Linked DNA regions of Gossypium hirsutum: region 1 is linked to region 2. A link is a contact called in public Hi-C data. All regions are on one chromosome and are shown on one strand. The core of a region is the stretch at or near the end of the contact, and the rest is flanking DNA. Distances in the headings are between cores, read along the strand shown. Region 1 holds the start of LOC107894142 (protein FAR1-RELATED SEQUENCE 12). Region 2 holds the start of LOC107942364 (60S ribosomal protein L38).

Region 1 (5,468 bases), core at 1,701-4,200, 360 kb before region 2:
GGCCTCAACCATAGATTCAAAGAAATTCAGATCTCCATCATTAAGGGCTCAAAGACATTAATACATAACCATTAAAATGGTCAAGAAAACATTAGAAGCAATAACAAAAGACATTTATTAATTTTGTACAAAAGCTGAAAATGAGTTTTTAGAGGCTAAAATACTGAAGTTATAAGAGCGTAGTAAGTTTCTTGACAAGATCAACGACATTACAAAAGAAACAACATTTTCGGTTATGTCAAATAGTGTCCATAGAACAGCATTTCCCAAAACGCTCTACTTCAAAAAAAATTGTTACTACAGCTCCAGTAAGTACTACAGCACACAAGAATAAAACATCTGTTGTTTTTTTAAAGGCAACAGTGCAAGGCAGGCAGGCATATACATTAATAAATTGCTAAATGATTCAGAAATTTATAATTTTAATTCTTATATAACATGCTAGTATTTTGAATGCCTTGTACTCCCTTCATCACATAATACCCATCCCTTTACCATTTTAAGATGCCCCAAAACAAGGCAACTAACAAAAAGAATCAAAGCCTACGCTATCAAAGAAACCTACACTATCATTTACCATGGAAAAAGGACAAAATTATCATCAAAGGGACCTTTTTGAACTCGAGTGGAAATGCAGAGTTATCTGGCAGGACTAGTGCATTTCAAGAACTTGTGCAAAAAGACTCCATGTGTTGCAGAATGGAGATTAATAACTAGAACGAACTTTTTGTTTCATTTCATTAAGCTCTTGTAGTGGCATTTGGGACTCTACCTCAATAGTTAAAACACATGGACGAAGCCACATACATCATCATCCATTGATTATCACAACAATATATTCTAGGCATGGTAAAAGATATAGGCAACTATAAGCAAATTGGTCTTATTTAATAGAAATTAATTAATAGTCATTCTGAACTTTATATTATTAACTATTAAACGGCCAAATTAGAATCAACTTTCATTTGCCATGTTTGTTTCTTGAATAATATATCAATGCATCCATCTTTTCTTACACTTAATGCTGCCCAATACCACTCAGCATCTGACCATAATTCATATTAGGAGCACCATTAATCCTCTGATAGCCAGCTATTTAAGATGCTTCCATCATGGTTAACATATACCTTTGGCAAAAGCATTATTTAGTGGGAATTTTATTTTATTTTTTTATAATTTCTAATTTCGAAGTAAGATAACCATGCTAAAACAAAAAAAAAGTACCGATGCTTATGATAATAACTTACAACGCACAAACATGCATAGCGTATAACTTCAATAGAAAGTGTAGTTACATTATGACAGGAGGATAAAAACTCACCGGATATTGATCATAAATGCAATCCCTACGACCTTTTCCGGGCGCCAGAGGGTGAGTGTGCTCCTTAACAAATTTCGTGACAACCCATTTGCCGGAACTTACTTTCCTCACCAAAATCATTGCCCTGCATCCAACCCTCGTCTCTGCCCTTTGCCTCACAATTTTTTCTCGCTTGTCAGGCATTCTAAAACCTTCTTTGTTGCAAACAAGTGCCCTACCAATAGCAGATCCATCACGCCTTGAACGGGAAAGTTTACTTACCCGAATGATGAATCCCACCCTTGTGGCATACGCATTATAAAAAGCATGTGCAGCTGCCTCAGATTCAAATTCCTGACCCACGTAAGGCTCATCAGCCGGAATACCCTCTGGGATGTCATCCCTTCCTGGAGAAATTTGCTCCACTTTTTCATTCAATTCCTGTTGAAACGTTTCTTCAACAGGATTTTCTCCTGTTTCATTTTCATTTTCCATGCTACTAGCCTCTGCTTGGACGGAATTCAGTACCATGTCACCATTAACATCACCATGAACCCCAAGCTCCACTGCAAGAACAAGCCTTTTTCTAATTATTGCTAGCAGATGAAAAGATAAGAATGCAAATATACAAAGTTAAACTTTATATTTCCTATTGAGGTCCAAAAGTTCTTGGCACATTGAAATTAACAGTTACCAATAGACCATCTAGTTACCGATCAAACTTTATATTACAAAGCAATATAACATTATAACTAGTGGTTGTTTCAAACTTTTTTCTTCTCTTGCTTCCAGATTCCAACCAATCATCAAGAGCATAGATTGGATCCACGATGAAAATAAAGGAATAGAAAACAAAAATAAAATTTACTTAACACAATGCTCCAGAATAGAACCTACAATGAGTCTTACAACCAAGAACCATGTTGCTACAACTCTTAATTTTTCTAGGAAGAAACCGTGTCCGATGTATATACAGACTCCAGTATGGTGACAGAAGTTTACAAAGACCCTACAAATATATGAAATTATTATTATTAATATTATTATTATTATTATTATTATTATTATTATTATTGGTGGTGGTTGTTGGGGGGGAGGGGGGGTGGGCTACCAATTAACATAGGCCAAAATAGATAAGGCATAAAGGAAGCATATTTCTTGTTTCTAATACTTAAGTGTAAATTATAAACTTCTTAAGAATGAAATAATAAAAAGAAAAAGGAACAAAAAGAAAATACAATGTTTATTTCTCGAGTCCTGATTGGAGTTAACTCTGGAATAATTCAGCTCTTTTTTCCTCTTTTATATAAAAAAATTTCCTTTATTTTCCTACCCCCAAACAGGTTTTGATCACAAATTTACTTGATATCATCAATTAATTCTACAACCTAAGGCCCTAATGCTATACTTGCAAATATTGCATTCTTAAAAGGGGGGAATTTAAAAAAAAATACCAGAACGAACAAAACAAATTAAAACCTAATAAAAATTGAAACTCTAAAGTTTCTCGCTTCCACTTGCATTTTCCCGGCATCCAAACAGAGTAAATTAATAATTCAAACGAAAAAAAAGAGCATGTTCAACAATTGGGACTCCGAATCGAACATTAATAAAAACCTAATCAAATTACTGAAATATATAACTTAAATTGACTAAGAATTAAAACTAAACAAAAAAAAGAACTTACTAGAAATTTCAGCCTTAATGAGATGAAATTGTGACAATCGATTAGGATTTAGGTAAAGGAAAAGAAGGGGCGAGACTTTTGGGGTGCGAGATCAGGGTCGAGAATTATAGGGACGCAAAAGAATGTGACGTGGCAAGCGTAGATTGGTTTCAGTAAATACAAAGTCAAACATTTTTTATACTCAAGTTGAATGTTGACACGTGTTTGTTAAGTAGACTATGCCTCAAGCCTATACCTCCAAAGTCCATTCCGTTTTCTTTTTTCGCGGTTTACGGAAAGTTTGATAAACAGTTTATGAATATTTTAAGTTAAATAAATTATTATAAATAATTTTTTAAATATTTATATTATTATTTAAGTGATTCCATCAATACCAACTCCATCAAAATAATTATGAAAAATTGTTCTGTAATTAAAAATTCTGAGGTTGAATTTGAATTAATATTATTTAAGTTAATAAAACATTAAATTTTACTACTAAACCAAAATTTTATTCTATCATAATATTTATATTTTAATATTATACATATTTTATTATCTCGATTAATTGTATTTATACTTGCTATTTATAAAGCCCTTTTATCGAGTTGGTGTCAATCATTGGACCCCAATTCAATTAGGGAATTATCAAAAAAAATTTATTTGCAAAGTTATATAATTATGTAGGTGTTTTTGACATTTTATATTTTTATAAAGCGCAAACTACACAAACGGTCATTTAACAATAAAAAATTTTCATTTTGGGCACCCAAAATAAAAATTTTGCAATTTAAGCACCCACATTATGTAGTTTGGCCATTCTGATCATTCACATTAAAATCACAAACGATAAGCTGACATGGTAGTTAAAAAAATCGGTATAATAACAAGTTTAGCTCTCAACTTTTACATAATATATTGATTTAATTGTAGCCTCTCCAACTCGACTTAGACGTTATGATCAAATCATGAAAGATTACATTGGCCACATCATGAAAGATACATCAACCATTGAAATAACTCAGTAAAACGTTTAGTTTCAGTATTCATCAAAAATCATTTTTATTTAACCAACTTGTCTGTCAATCAAAAAATCATAGTTTGCTTTTAATGAGTTTTTACCAAAACATTATCATTTCAGTTCGGAACCGATTTAGAAATCAAATCGCTAGGTTTGAAGTCGTTATATAATATATATAATATGTTGGGATAAAAATCGAATTATGTTGGGATAAAAATTAGCATTTTATTCTATAATATATATAATATGGTTGATAACTTAATTCTAAAGTGTTATTCATTATTTTAAAATTTAAACACTACTTAATCATTATTAAACACATTATCTATCATTACTCGATTTAAATGATATAATGAAATAATAAAGTCTAAACTAATAAAATAATCAAGTCCATGCCACAGTCGTTTGCACCAAAACAAAACCATGCAAAAATATGAAATAAGTTGGAAATAAAAATAAATATGTTTTGTGTTATTTTTGGTAAAATTCAACGCCGGTCCTCTAAATGCCAAGTCCGAGCCCTAACCTCACGAGTTATCTAGAATGATGGAAAACTAAAGAATGAATTGTGAAGCTCAATGTGGTCTTAACACAAAAACATATTTAATATAACATTCAATTGTAGAAAACATAGCATAACAGTTTATTAGCCTAAATCTACAGTGTGGCTTGGTCGTGTGACCCAAGTCAGAGAGTTACATGAACACAAAAATAGGAACACGGGAGTGTGGCTTGGCTGTGTGACCCAAGTCAGAGAGTTACACAGGCACGAAAACAGGCTAGGACACAGTTGTGTGTCCTTATTTCGATTGTTACACGGCCTGAGGCACAGGCGCGTGTCTTAGTTGTGTGAGTCACACGGCCTAGCCACATGCCTGTGTGACCTATGTAGTGTGTGTAACAGCCCGATTTTGGGCCTAGTCGGAACAGTGGTTTTGGAACCACTATTCCGAGGCCGGAGAAAATTATTTTGATGTTATTTTATGTGTTATAATGTGATTTTATAAGTGCATGTTAATTTTGGTATATTAATTTTAGCGATTTCTAGTCCAATTTCGAAAAAAGACTAAATCACGTAAAAAGTAAAAGTTGTGTTTTAATACCTAAAGTTGTTAAATTGCCTTGTATCTTAAATTGGTGGTTTTTAATGTGAAATTAGGCCATTGAAAGAGTGATGGCCGGCCATGAGACAAGGAATTAAATGTTAGGTAAGTGTTAGGTGACTTATTTGACAAATAAGTAATAAAATAAAGAAAATAAAATATCATCTTTTCTTCATCTTCTCTCCACCGATTTTTCCAGCCAAGAAAAGGGTTTAGAAGCTGGAAAATTTCAGCAAAGAAACTCCCATGCTAGTAAGTGATTTTTAATGTCTTTCTTGATAATTTTTGCATTTTTGGAACCCCTAAAGCATGAGCTTTCAAAAGAGGGGACTATTTTTCAAAATGATTAAGAGTCTAGGGTTTTTACATGAAAGAATA
Region 2 (5,286 bases), core at 1,957-4,456:
CTTTACTCATTTTAACTATAATCAAAGGAATACATCATTTCCTTTCTTTTCCGACTTGAATCCAAGCGTAGGGTTAAGTTTATGCGAAAGAATAAGCATTTAATCTTGCAGTAAATTTTCTTCTTCTTCTTTTTTGTGCTGCCGCATAATAACGTCATTAATGCAACAGTGAAAATGTAGTTCTATTAATTTTGAAATTTAGTTATTTAAAAGTTTAAAATTTAATTTAAAAATCTTAATTCAATCATCATCACTATTGATAGTTTCTATTAAAAATTTGTCAATTTATTTATTTTCTATCAATCATATGTCATATAATATGAATACAACCTAATCAATATATCAAATTGACAAATTTTGAGACAAATTATTAACAATGTAAATAATTAGACTAAGTTTTTTAGATATAGAAAGTAAGAGGACTTAATTTTTAACTTCACATGAACTAAAACTTAATTTTTACAAAGTACAGAAATTAACTCATATTTTTAACCAAATACATCTTACATTAGTGTAAAATTAAAGTAATTTATCATTGTACTTGTCATAAATATAGCTTCTTCTTTTTTAATCAGTATAACATCTTTATCATATTTATTTAAAATAGTCTATATTAATATATATTTAACTATAGAAAATTTCTTACCTAAAGCAAATAATTATCATATTTAAAACTAAACACATTCATTATATTTTAATTTAGTACATATTTGACATACATGATCTATATGAATATTTTTAACACATTTAATCTTCAACAGTTAACATTATATCAATCTAATCCTAATTATAAATATTTCAACAAATTTAACCCTTCACCTTTACAATTTTAACAATTTGATCTTGAAGCACATCTTCACAAAAAAAATGAAATAAGTTATTTTAATGTAGTCGAAGTACTTTCGCATGTGAAAAATAGTGGTTCACTGTTTCTGATGACGTTTTGAAAACACAACTGGAAGAAGCACACAAGAAATTTAGTCCTCAACTAGTTCAGAGTTTCGCCATCAACTGTTTTACTAGTTTTAATTCTGATATGCGTTTAAGGACGAAATTGTTTAAATTTATAAATGTGGAAGGTTAAATTTGTTGAAACATTTAGAATTAAGATCAAATTGATAGAATATACCAACTTTGAGGACTAAATGTGTTCTAACACAAGTTAAAAAAAACCCATTAACAATTTAACAGAGAATAACCAAAACAAAAACATCCCAACCAAAACAGAAAATTTAAATAAAACCTACATTTGATCCAAACCAAATATACTTAAAATATTTTCTTCCTTGGCTCATCAATCGACTATGCATCTGATATGAATATGTTCAATTTTTTCGTATTTAGAAAATATCCATATTCATATCTGGATAGACACAAGTCAAAACAACATAAACTTGCAGAACAAGTGAGAGATCTTCAGTTTTCCAGAAGACGAGAAAAACATAGAGCATAGGACAACCAAAAGCAAAACACATTCATTAACCATTAAAAAGTAACTCGACCTCCATTTCAGTAAATTTTGAGTTTGAAAGGCATGAAATATGATAAAACCAAAGTCAAAATCTAGCTTTCATCACCTAGTAATTGGATGATGAATTCAAAGCGGCCCTATTTTCACAGGTCCTGGACACTCAAACCTGCAAACCCAAGACAAAAGAGAAATGCGGTCAAGAACAATGGTTAGTTTCTGCTACTTATCTAGCATTTATGATTTTAACATTTTATTTGTTCATTCTGCTAGTTTGATCCAAAAATGAAAAAGGCTCTGCAACATGTATGCTTTTTTACCTGGAGGGAGAGACTGCTTCAACTTATCAGCCTTCTCAGCATCAGACACACAAAGTGTATACAAGTACTTTGAACAGCGAACTTTGAACTTTACAACGTCTCTGCTCTTCTTGATTTTTACAGAGCATGCACCTTTCTTTCTGGCAGTGAGAAGGAAGTCCTTGATCTCATGAATTTGCTTTGGCTGCACAAAAGAAAAAACATTCATTTAATACAGAAACCTATAAAATAAACCTGTGTTTGCATATGAGCATTAGATACAGGATTGAGTAACAACATATGCAAATACTTTAACTTTTATGCCAGGTTCAACCATCTCATTTCCACTGACCATTCCAATTACTACTGACTTTTTTTCTCATTACCCATACAAGTCCTTTGATTACATTGCAATTAAGAAATAAATGGACATAAATTGATTGATCACATTACATACTTCTTTGTGACATGGACTTGGGTATTGGCTCCAGGCACTGGTATGTATCTATATCTTGGATTCACATAACAAGCTAAAAGATATTCAAAATTTTGATAAGGATGCATGAACCTTATAACAATGTCTTAAAGCATTTAAATGGTACAACCTATCATACCAATGAAGAGTCAGACCCAAGCATAGAAATCATTATTCAAGAGTCTATACAAACAGAAATCCTAAGATGGATCAAATTATAAGGAGAAAACACCAAGATGGAAACAATAAATCATTCAACAGCAGACAAGCGATTCATATTAAAAACACGAACAACTGATACAACGATTGAAATTTCTTACAAATTCATTATCCTAGAACTTGTAGAACATCAAAACAACTTGATCTTTTAATACAAAGAAAAACACATTTATATTAACTTGCAAAGTTCCAGCAAAGCGCTTAAAAAAAACCTGTGCCAAATAGAGGCATGATACTTTGTACATGAACAAGTTCGCAAAATAATTCATCCAAAAATTATTGAATAATTCAAATTGAGAAAACTATCAACTGAAAGTGATAGTTATCACAGTTCTGAAATCTCTAGAACACGTAAAGCCAAAAAAAAAAAAAAAAAACCACCTCAGTTACCTTCCTAAACACAAATTCAAAAGAAAAATTGAAATCTGGAACAAGGAAGCCAAAAAAACAGAACAACACAAACCAAGAACAAGCATCTGAAGCATAAATTATCATCAGCAAATACAACAATGACAGATAGAGCATCGGAAAAAGAACAGATTCAGAGATCTAAGGAGATGATTGAAGAGAGAAAATCGGGTTTTACCATTTTCGATAGAAGCTTTGTGGAGAGCTTCCTGACTTCAGTAAAACACAAACAAAAATATAGCACCAAACCCTAATTCTTCTATATTCAATTAATATAGAGGCCCATGACAAAACCCTAGAAATTTTCCCTTGCAAATTATAAATTTTTATTGGGCAGGCTTTAACTATTGGGCTACAAATGGAATAACATTGCTTAGTTGGTTATAGTTGAAGCTTAGAGAAAGAAGACGAGTGGGTTTAAACCGGGCTTAAACCCAAATTGGACCGGATTTTAGATTTATTAAGAAAACACATTCAAATCTGGGTTTAAACCGGGCTCAAATCCAAATTAGACCGGATTTTATTTTTATTAAGAAAACACATTCAAATCTAGTCTTAGTTTTTTATTTAAAAATTTATTTTATTTTAATAGTCAATTATACTTAAAATTATAAATATAAAAAAATTATTATCTTAAAATTATAAAATCAGTCTCAAAGGTTTAATGGGCCGGGTTTAAGCTTTGCTTATGGAGGATGACCAAGAGTGAGTGTGAAAAATTTGTTAATTGTTATAAAATAAAGAGAGATGGAAAAAATGAAGAACAAAGAAAATATGAAAGCAATATAGAATGTACTTTATTGATCAAATGTATTATTACAATACTTTATCAGAATCTCTATTTATAGGCATAAAAAGTATAAAAGAAGTAGAGATCTAATTCTAATAACTATTAGAATTTAAAGTAAAAACTTTATCTTGATCATGATGGTCATCCACTTAATAAGATATTTATAACACTCCTCCTTAAATATTCATTGGTAGATAATGTGCCTCGTTAAAACCTTATTAGGAAAAGCCCTATGGGATCAAAATCTAATGAAGGAAAAATAGTACACAATCTATAATACGCATAATATGATGCCTCATTCAAAACCTTATCAGAAGAACCCAATGGGACAAAACCTCAATTAAGGAAAAAAGAGTGCAACGCGTATTTACTCCCCCCATGAAAACATCACATATTTTCTCATATTCTACGTATTTAATCTTGAATACTAGTTTTTCAAATGACTATTTGAATGTATTGCTAAGCATTTATATCATCATTCTTTTAAAAGTCATGAGTGAGAAAATTTTGGGAAAAATATAATTTGATTTCTTTAGGAGATTCAACAATAATCATAATAAACTTTAATGATTATTCTTTTATAAAAGCGCAAATAGGTATTTTGGATCATTTTATAATCCTCCTTCAACTACTATTCACTAAGTCAAATTTACCACATGTGTTTAAATTATTTCAATTCATATAAATGAACAATTTTTCGAGAATTTCAATATGCTTCTAGCATCCTAAATCCTTCAAGGATTTTAATACAAACTTTACTATATAGTGATTCATAAAATGTTGTAACAATAACCATTAGACGCAAGTTAAATCTTTTATGAATTGTCAATTTAATAATATATCTAAAAGTTATTGCATTCACCACAAAAAAATATTATATCTTTTCATAATCAATGTCGGGACTTAGCGAAAGATTTCATATTCTTATTCTGCTTTTGCAAAACTACTTCAATTGTAACGCCCCGAACCCGAGACCGTCACCGGAGTCGAATACGAGGTGTTGACAGACCTTTAAAAATTTTTCCAGACACTGCCCAGTCTGAGTACTAGTCGCTTCAAAAATCATATCTTGAGTTTCACAACTCGAAAATCAGTTTTGTGATTTTTCCCTGAAACTAGACTCATGTCCCCACCTATATATTTTTTTCTAGAATTTTTGGTTGGGCCAATTAGTACAGTTTATTAGTCAAAGTCTCTCATGTTACAGGGGTCGACTACACTGACCTTTTCCCATTACGACTGGGATATCTCTCTGCACAGGGCTTCAATACTAATGCCGTTTGTTTCTATGGAAACTAGACTCAGAGAGGAATCCATACATATATGGTATGACCCCTAATTATCTCTGGTCAATTTATAGTGAATTTCCAAAGGCGGAACAGTGAATCCAGAAACTGTTCTGGCCCTGTTCCACAAGAACCCGAATATCTCTTTCTGTACTATTCCTATAATTGTTTCGTTACTTCCATATGAAAGTAGATTCATCAAGGTTCGATTACATAATTTATTCACTATTTAATTCCACTCCTACGAATTTATGTGATTTTTCAATTCTACACCACTGTTGCTGTCAAAATCTGTTTTCAAGATAAACTTTACCTATTTTGTGGTTACCATGGACCAACTA

What was found. A called contact is a pair of places that touch in the nucleus more often than the background predicts.
Region 1: a contact with region 2 is called in a Hi-C map of leaf, with 2.3 times the contacts expected there. The contact joins the promoter of LOC107894142 here to the promoter of LOC107942364 in region 2. A contact is called at or near these places in 5 of 34 Hi-C or Micro-C datasets (callus and leaf).

Annotation. Positions count from the first base shown.
Region 1 is chrA02:27,845,739-27,851,206 of Gossypium_hirsutum_v2.1, reverse strand. It overlaps LOC107894142 (protein FAR1-RELATED SEQUENCE 12), which reads right to left and starts at 2,950. Exons shown (of 4, transcript XM_016819364.2): 1 at 2,780-2,950; 2 at 1,322-1,866. The coding sequence starts at 2,834. It overlaps LOC107894942 (a long non-coding RNA gene), which reads left to right and starts at 5,264. Exons shown (of 4, transcript XR_001683327.2): 1 at 5,264-5,342.
Region 2 is chrA02:27,486,073-27,491,358 of Gossypium_hirsutum_v2.1, reverse strand. LOC107942364 (60S ribosomal protein L38) reads right to left here and starts at 3,206. Exons shown (of 3, transcript XM_016876016.2): 1 at 3,048-3,206; 2 at 1,789-1,972; 3 at 1,453-1,637. The coding sequence starts at 3,050. The coding sequence ends at 1,615.